2 separate regions of the Mus musculus genome follow, and region 2 is linked to region 1. The links are chromatin contacts, called in public Hi-C maps. All regions are on one chromosome and are shown on one strand. Each heading gives the region's core, a stretch centred on a gene start, on an enhancer-like site or on the middle of the called end of the contact. The rest is flanking DNA. Distances are from core to core; before and after follow the strand shown. Region 1 overlaps Klhl5 (kelch-like 5). Region 2 overlaps Rfc1 (replication factor C (activator 1) 1).

Evidence for each region. A called contact is a pair of places that touch in the nucleus more often than the background predicts.
Region 2: a Hi-C map of regulatory T cells shows a contact between it and region 1, with 2.1 times the contacts expected there. The contact joins two enhancer-like sites. A contact is called at or near these places in 1 of 15 datasets of contacts at CTCF or cohesin (pro-B cells), 4 of 484 Hi-C or Micro-C datasets (bone marrow-derived macrophages, embryonic stem cells, erythroblasts and 1 more) and 2 of 9 other capture datasets (adipose tissue and liver).

What each region holds. Positions count from the first base shown.
Region 1 is chr5:65,152,860-65,157,237 of GRCm38.p6, forward strand. It overlaps Klhl5 (kelch-like 5), which reads left to right. Exons shown (of 11, transcript NM_175174.4): 6 at 3,196-3,382. Among named protein-coding and RNA genes, the nearest start is that of Klhl5, 24 kb to the left of the region's middle. Within about 2 kb of position 1,477, at least 3 of the 459 cell types and tissues checked have an H3K27ac peak or open chromatin away from gene starts, as enhancers often do. A contact at or near this core is called in regulatory T cells, where this site is marked.
Region 2 is chr5:65,298,243-65,303,101 of GRCm38.p6, forward strand. Rfc1 (replication factor C (activator 1) 1) reads right to left here. Exons shown (of 25, transcript NM_001347357.1): 5 at 4,734-4,859; 6 at 3,691-3,768. Among named protein-coding and RNA genes, the nearest start is that of Rfc1, 35 kb to the right of the region's middle. Within about 2 kb of position 1,604, at least 58 of the 459 cell types and tissues checked have an H3K27ac peak or open chromatin away from gene starts, as enhancers often do. A contact at or near this core is called in regulatory T cells, where this site is marked.

The DNA.
Region 1 (4,378 bases), core at 227-2,726:
CAGTTGCCTTTTTCGACCACTTTCTACCTTTCCTGAGGATCTCTTATTGAATCAGAACTTCATCATTATGACTAGACCACCTGGCCAGCGAGCAGCCACCTGTGTCCTGCCCACCCAGTGCTGAAGTCACCGATGCATGCCTTGGTACCTGGCTTTTGTGGGGGAACTGGAGGTTTGAATTCAAGTTCATACGTGTGTAGCAGGCATTTTACCAGCGAAGCCATCCCCAGACTCCTAAGTGATTGATCATTTTACGTGACTTTCCAAAGACACTGGGTAATCAAAAAGGAAGTGTTTGTGGCCATTTTATTTTACTCTTGGGTGGAGTTCTACTGAAAATTGACTCAAATTCAAGAAGAAAGAAGTACTCGAGTCAGTGATGCTACAGGGAAGACACACTTTCTCTGCAGTGTGGATGAGCCAGTCTGTGTGTGTGAGGGGACAGTTTTAGAGACCTGAGTCATGAGAAGCAAATGCAGGAATGAAGATAAGAGTCTGCACAGCCAACACGTCTGTCTCTGCAAATACCTCTATTTTAATAATTTGCCACTGTTTATGGCAGACATTTGGAATTCATATAAATGCAAGATATATTAGAATCAATATTTTATAGTTTAGCCTATCATAATAATTTCCTGAACAATAACAAACCTGCTACACTAATACTTGATTAATGTTGTTCTTGAATTAATTGCTTTATAATTTTTCTAGTCTCACTTCTTTACTTAAATATAACTAATCTCATTTTTAATAAACTACAGAACTTACCAGCCTGTTAAGAAATATGTTTTACTTCATATTGAAGTTACTATATGATCTCCTGAGACATTACTTCCTATATTTTATCTCACATTTATTTTTATTTAGAAAGCACTGGGGTAATTGTATCAAAAGTAATACAAACAGTAACATTAATCTAAATAAGCCAGCTCAATGCATACCCACTAATGACTTCTGTGGTAAGTTTGTTTGTGAGCATGGGGAAAGAAGAGGCCCAAGTCACGAGACTGTGTCTTACTGGGAGGACTTTGCCTTTGGCTTATGATGCATGCTTACCAAATGCCACAGCTTTTTGTTTTTGTTTTTAAATGGTAACCTTTATCGGAAACTTTGGCTCTCTTCAGTTATCAATGCCTGGACATATTCCCAGAATTATTAGCTATTAAAGAAATGCAGAGTAAAACCCACTTTCTACTTACCCAGCTGGCTACAATGGGCTTGGTTGGTGAGGGTGTGTGGGAACAGAAACCTCCCAGGGTGCTAGTGCAATGAAAGTGTGGTAGAGATGTTTGGAAATGCAGTTCGGAGGTTTCCTATAAGTTAAGGGTAATTTTACCTAGTTATCTACCCAAGAGAAATCAAAATATGTCCACACAGTTGTGTGATGTGCACACAACTTTCTTAGCACCTATAGTTGTTCCACACAGGAAGCAAACGAAGTATCCATCAGTTGCTGGATGGAGAGTAAAACAGAGCCAACCACAAGAATTGAATAATAATTCAACAGCAAAGAAGCAAGACTGAAACATGCTGCACCATGGACAAACCTAGAGAATATGCTGAATAAAATAAGCAAGACATGGAGGGCATGTTGGTTTTGTTTACATGAAATACACAGACAAGACGAATCTGTATGAGTAAATTAATGTTCGGGACAGGAAGTGGCATGGGTGTGGCAGTTAACAGAATCGGGGCTCTGAGATCTGCCTCAGGTGAAAGACTCCAAACCTTTCCATTTGAGGCACTTACTAAACATCATCTAACTGGATCAAGCCTGATGTGTATCCTCTGCTTATACGGTAATGGGCGTGTGCTGTGCTTTAAAGGATCTACACCATGGACAGGGAAATTTTTCCCAAGAACAACAACAAAAGAACAATTACCAGGTACTCATCAAGGGAGTCATTGCATCACTAGCTACAAAGGAAAAAAATTATATGCTCTTATCAATAGATATGTGAAAAATATTTGAGGAAAAATTGGTAGCAGTTCTTAATTTGAACACTAAAGCAGGGAGAGAAGGAGGCAGCTTAAATAAAGATGGATCACACAGTGCACACTGTAGCAACTACTGTCTGCAATACAAGCACCAATACCACCTAACTCCAGCCAGAAGCAAAGGGGCTCTACTTTATCCAGCTATTTACCACTACATTGAAGGTTTGGGCAATATAATGCCATAAACTGAAAGAGTTGATGTCCACTCAGAAGAGATGTCAAAGTCTCCCTACTTGATGATGGGCGAATGCATAACAGCTAGAGCTAAGGAGTGTGGTAAAGTGCCAGGTTAATACAAGCTCCAGTCATCATGAGATTTGTTTTTCTTCTCCAGCAAAACATAAGAAAGAAAGAAAGAAAGAAAGAAAGAAAGAAAGAAAGAAAGAAAGAAAGAAAGGAAGGAAGGAAGAGAAGAGAAGAGAAGGAAGAAGGAGAGAGAAAGTTTTTTTTAAAAAACAGAAAAAATAAAATGGCAATAAAAATAATTACATATATAAGAATAGATTTAACAAAATGAAGGGAAAGACAGTAAAGAAAGTGATACAAGTGAGAAGGCTCCTTGAACAGAAAGACCTAATATCACAAAATGTGTATTCTCCATAACTAATAAAAGAACTTAGCACCATTCACACCAGAAAGCCAAGAAAATAAAGATAACTAGATGACTCTGTCTTAAACCAACATGGAAAACTAGACCTCAAATAGCCAAGAAAACTGTGAAACTTGATGAGAGGGAGACCAAAATATCAGATTTCAGAGCATGCAGTAAAGACACCAATAATCTGGGGCAGCTCTTGCCTATAGCCTCAGCACCTGTGAGCCCAAGTTCAGAGTCAGCCTGGGACACATAAGAGTTCAAAGCCAATATGAGTTCCTACATCAGAAACAACAGAAACCGGGCAGGGGAGGGTGATAAATGTCTTTCATCCCTGCACTCATGAGGCAGGGGCACTCATGAGCCCATGGTGGTGATTGCTGCCTGCAATTTCACTGTGTGAGATACTGAAGCAGGAGAATCAGGGGGCCATGGCTAGCCTGCTGTACATCATGGATTCTGGACCAACCAGGGCCACATAGTAAGACCCTGTCTCAAAAATGAAGTAAAATCCTAGAAATAAACAGACCAGCAAAATGCAGTAGTGAACTAAAAAGTATATTTACATGTCTTCATTGTCTGTATACCCTGCTCTCTTCTAGTTCCTGGCAGACATGGAAAACAATGCACTTTTCCGGGATGACATTGAATGTCAGAAACTCATCATGGAAGCAATGAAGTACCATTTATTACCTGAGAGACGACCCATGTTGCAGAGTCCTCGGACAAAGCCTCGCAAGTCAACTGTTGGAACGTTATTTGCAGTTGGAGGGATGGATTCAACAAAGGGTATTGGGAGATCGTTGATCTAAAGGAACAGAGGGTAACCAGTAACACTACCAAGAGGCCCGGTGGAGAAGTGACTGGTTGAGGGACAAGGACAGGAAAAGATGAGACCAGAAAGCACCTTAGTGGCAGAAAATATTCAAGGCATGGTAAGAGGCAGATCAAAAGGTAGAGAAGACATCTTGTTGGGAGTTTCCATTGAGTTTAAGTAACTTGAGCATCATAGTAAGTAATTACTGTAAAAGAAGCTAACGTCAAATCAGAGTCTCCGTGAGTTCACAGAGACACAGATGGAAAGGAAAGCTGTTTCTTTCATGGTGCCAACTGATAGAGACAGATGAGATTAGGAAGAGGTAACTAGCTACTTTAGGCTAGGGATCTAGCTCAGTAAGAACACTTCACTCCACATAGATGACTTTTAAAAAGAATCGTTTTCTCTGAGGAAGATCTGCTGAAATATTTAGGGCCACGGGGTCATCATTTCTGTGATTTTTACTCTTAAACAATTAAGAAAAGATTCATGAATACATACATACATATATAGAAATGAAAGCTAAACACAAATATTTGAGTTACAAACTTGGATTCTGTGAACAGTTGTTCCTAGAGGTTGAAGACCATGCATGGTGCTATTGGCTGTCAGTTGTTATGGGGCCTTTCTGTACACCTGACCTCTGCCCATCCTCCTGCAGTGGTGCCTGCAACCCTGACAGAAGTCACACAGTCTCAGCTCATCCTGGTTCTGCTCTCAGCCCTGTTCCAGCCCCGTCTAATGTGCACCATAGGCATGCAGTGCCTGTGGGAGCCAGAAGAGGGCAGTAGATCCTGCACCCTCCCTATGCTCCCAGTCATTCTGTGGGTGCTAGGAATTGAAGCTAGGCGCTCTTAACCACTGTGCTGTCTCTCCACACACACCCACAAACTTATAGATGCATATTTGTATTACTAGTTTAGATTCTTAAATTTTGGCTTTCCAGTTTATAACAGAAGTCTACAAAA
Region 2 (4,859 bases), core at 354-2,853, 150 kb after region 1:
ATTAAAGGTGTGCACCACTACACCTGGCTTATCCTCCTCCCAGCCACTGCTGTGGAAGGCATTGTCTCATTATGTAGTCCTGGACGGTCTAGAACCTTCTGTGTACACCAGGAGGAGATGGGAGGGGAGAGGAGGGAAGGGGAGGGCAATGAATCGAACGAAACTTAGGACTGGGGTTATGGCATGTGATAAAGAGCCCTGCATCTTATCACGATGTTTATTTACTGTCAGTGACATCATGTGGCATTGGATATACTGGCTTCGGGATGAGATAGTGAACATATAGTTACCATGAATGAAAAAAGGTAGAACTGGGGATGGGATTCTTAGGAGATAATTAGGAAAGACTATCAATGATTAACACCCTAAATCTTTCATTAAATTAATTTACCCAAAGAGTCTAAAAGAATGTGACAGAAACAGGAAAACAGGGGACTGTGATACCCTGTGGTTCTCTGCACAGAAGTAGCTAATCCTCCACAGCTGGGCAAAGATAACAGCACGTTAGGTTCCTGACAAGGACTTCACAGTTGGCCTAGGCCACTCATCCTACCTTGCATGAGTCATCAGGACCCCTGGGTAGAGATCAGATAATGCAGTACAACCAAAAACAAGGCAGGTATTTGTTTCGGGTTTTGTTGCTGTTTTGAGACAGGTCTCACTATATAGTATTGGCTGGTCTGGGATTTGCTTTGTAGACCAGGCTGGCCTCAAGCTCTTTTGGAGATCTTTCTCCCTCTGCTGGGATTAAAGGTGTGTACCACCACAGCCAGCTAAGGAATATTTGTAAAACACCAAGTGTGAAGTGTCCAGCTAATAAAATGAAGAACCACACATGGTCTGTCCAGGGCACTAGAACAAGCACTGAGACATAGTCAGCCAATGTTCTCTAGGGTCAGGCTCCATGGAGAAGGCATTGTATCACAATGTCAATAAACAATACAGTCCTGAGTGTCTGGGGACAGGGAAGGGGTCCACAAAGCCCTAACATGAAGACGCTCCAAGATGAGCCCTCCCGGTGAACTCCATCATATTCAGCGTCTGCAAACACCAGGCTCACCCAGTCTTCCCACCCCACCCACAGCTCCCTTAGTCCCCTCTGCCAGAGCCTCTTTATCTCCATTTTTTTTGTTGTTGTTGTTTTTTAAAGATTTATTTATTTTATGTATATGAGTATGCTGTAGCTGTACAGATAACTGTGAGCCTTCACATGGTTGTTGGGAATTGAATTTAGGACCTCTGCTTGCTCCAGTTGGCCCCCGTTCGCTCAGTCCCTGCCTGCTCCAGCCCAAAGATTTATTTATTATTATACATAAGTACACTGTAGCTGTCTTCAGACACACCAGAAGAGGGCGTCAGATCTCATTACCATGTGATTGTTGGGATTGAAACTCAGGACCTTCGGAAGAGCAGTCAGTGCTCTTAACCTCTGAGCCATCTCTCCAGCCCCTTCATCTCCAATGTTAAAGAGCAATCCTAACAATGTTTTTCTTTTGTTTTCTCCTCAAGGTGTCATACAGGTATACAAGTATTAAGTCCCACACAAATGCTAATCACTTGCAAATACATCCTGCAGCTGAGTGCCAGACTTGTTTCCTTGTTCCTCCACCACTTCCTCTATCAGACATCTGCCACTATCAAAACAGAACTCTTTTTAATTAGTGTGTGTGTGTGTCTCTGTGTGTGTGTGTGTGTGTGTGTGTGTGTGTGTGTGTGTGTGTGTGTGTGTGTGTGAATGGGTGTTCAGGTGGAGCACAGAGAACAACCTGTGTGTGTGTGTGTGTGTGTGTGTGTGTGTGTGTGTGTGTGTGTGTGTGTGTGTGTGTGTGTGAATGGGTGTTCAGGTGGAGCACAGAGAACAACCTTTCTTCTACCCTGTACATTGATACCAGAAATCAAACTCAGGAGGACAGGCTTCCATGCCGAGCAGCTTTAATCACTGAGCCATCCTGTTGGGCCTCATTTTTGCCCTGGTTTGGCCCTTGAGGACAAACCCGAACCCGGTTCGAGTTTCTGCGGCCTTGTGGGAAAGCCTAAGCCTGGCTCTAGTTTTGAGACCTGTCTCAGTCACTTCCGCATCAGGATGATTCAGCAAGACCTGTTTGGCCCTGCCTCTGCCTCACTCTTGCTGAGGTAGAACTTTGCCATTGGCCCTGTCAGTCACGCCATACCCTCTGTCACCATTCCTCCTTGCCCCACCAAAAATTCCCCTCCCTATGTTTCGAACTTATATAAGCGAGAGGCTGATGCCATAAAGTTGAGTTCCTGCTTCCACAAGACTCCTGGCTTGGTGTGTTTCTTTTGGGACATCGACACTTGCCATCCTGCTCAGCTCCAGAGAGACCCCAGAGGGACCAGGTTCTCTCTCCTCTAGACTGGACCTGCCGGCACCACCCTGTAGCCGCCAGAACAGAACTAACTTCTTTGTACCAACAGGCTCTGCATCCTGTGTTCTGATCTTCGTAACAGCACCACTGTTCATCCAGCTGCTGAGGTCACCTCTCACTTCCAACCTGACGCGAGCTAACATTTGCCACTTGCCACACCTTAACAATCTCCACGCCAGTCTGCTCATGCCCAACTACAGGGAAAGACTTCAAGTTATCCTGTGTACACTACAGAAGCCAGTATACTTCCAGGACCCACCAAGTCATGCCACTTTACTAAGGACTCCAATTGAGTCCATCTCACAGAGGCTAAATCTGAAGTCCTGACCAATCAATGTCCTTTTCCTAGGTACCAAAGACTCATTGTGACCTACAAGACCTGCTGATGGCTACTCCTCCAAATCCCCTAACTGCCTTCTCATTCATCTGTGTGGCCATACTGATCTCCTGCGCATACTTTCTCAGATGCTTACCCTTGCGATCCTGGGCTCAGTGTGGATCTGAGTCTTCAGCAGTGGCTGCCTGTGCGTCACTCTCCGACACCACGCGCTCCCTACCTGCCCCAGAACTCTACTTGCATTCTGCACGTCTGTCGCTTCCCAGCATCTTGTTTTCTTTCTTGGTTTTCTCTTTAAACCATAATCACCTACTACCAACAGCCATGCTAGGAACTCGGTAAGTGATCAATAAATCCCTGTCAGATATGGGTTTACAGCTCAAGAGAGAATCCTGAACCAAAGGCAGATTTCTAAGACATCAGTGTATACAGTAAAGGGCCAGGGAAAGAGTGTATATGCTCAGAATGAAAGCAAAAAGAAGACAGGAGAAAATGAAGTTCTTTCAAATACACTACAGAGCCTCCTATTCACAGAACTTCAAAATGTTTACATAAATAATTATCTGTTAGTCTCATCATTTATATTTTACAGAAACTTATATTCTCATATACTTTATTTTAATTTATTTTACACCATACTCCTGATGAGGCTCATTTTGAGCTAATCATGGCTGTGCACCACTATAATCCCAACACTCAGAAAACTAAGGCAAAATTGTGAGTTCAAGGCCAACCTGGCCTATACAGTGAGTTCTGGTCCTGTCTTGGAGTGATGGATGGATGGATGGATGGGTGGATGGACACACATACACAGAGACAGGCAGATACAGAGACAAGACAGGGAGGCAGGCAGAACTTATTTAAAAAGAGAAAAGGATTAAAACCATCTTGACTGTTTGCCTGGCTAACAGAAGTCCAAAGTCAGACCATCAAGCCAACAGTGATAACTAAGTGGAATGGCAGTACCTCTGCATCTTCATCCAGCTGCAGCTGCTTGGCGATGGCCTCATCATTTAATCTGGAATCCTCTGTGTTTTGAGAAGACTGTATTCCAAAGAAAATCAAGCAAGATAAGCAGAAATCTGGCTAAAATTAAAGTTTTGGTTGGTTTGTTTTTCTGGCAACACTAACTAAACACATTACTGAGAGATAGGTCACAATCCATACAAGCCCAAAGTCGACCCAAAGTCGTTTGTGGCTGTTCTGGTACATCCAATCTCATAAAGACTAGATACTCTACAGACAGATAACTCTCATTTTGTTCTATTGAAATGTTCAAAAGAAGTGTGCACATACATGTGCACACGCACCGTATATATAGGTTAGTGCTTTGGTTGTCAAAGTAGTCTAAGACATTGGCAAATCAATGTAAACGTGGCACAGTCCTGTGCCAAGGAACCAGGACACACTATAACCAGCTTACACTCACACCTTTACTATACTGTATCTATAGGTCCATTTCCTTTACTATACTGTATCTATAAGTCCATTTCCTTTACTATACTGTATCTATAGGTCCATTTCCTAAATGGCCAGGGAAGAACAAATCCAGCATCAGTCAAACTAGAGCGGATCAGCATAGGTACACTCTGATAAAATAACAGGTCCATCCCATTTCAAAATACAGTTGTGTACATCTGAGGTCAACAGTAAAATAAGTTTACATTTTGAAAATTCCATTTAAATTCTACGAACCATGACTTTTTCTTATAGTTTAAATATTTTCCTGCTTTTGAGTATAAAATATACATATACATATATATACATATATTCTAATTCCCATATCTTCCAAAATGAGGATATTTATCTATATCACAGAAAAAAATCTCATTATTAATAAAGCATGTTTGCTTTATTAATCCCAAGCTTTCCTTATTAGTATCCATGAATGGCTATCAATTCCATTATGTAGCACAGGTTGGCCTCACACTACCGCTCTTTTAGCCTCAGTCTCCCAAGCGCTGAAGCATCGGTGCACACCGGCGTGCCTGGGCATGCCGAACACTTACTTCTTTCCTTTTGCTTGTCACCATCTTCTTCCCAGATCTCTGGACACTTTCAGTTCCAAAATAGTCGAGCACTGACGTTGGTGTGAGTTTTATTGGAGATAACGGCTTGTTCTTAGTCTTAACGTT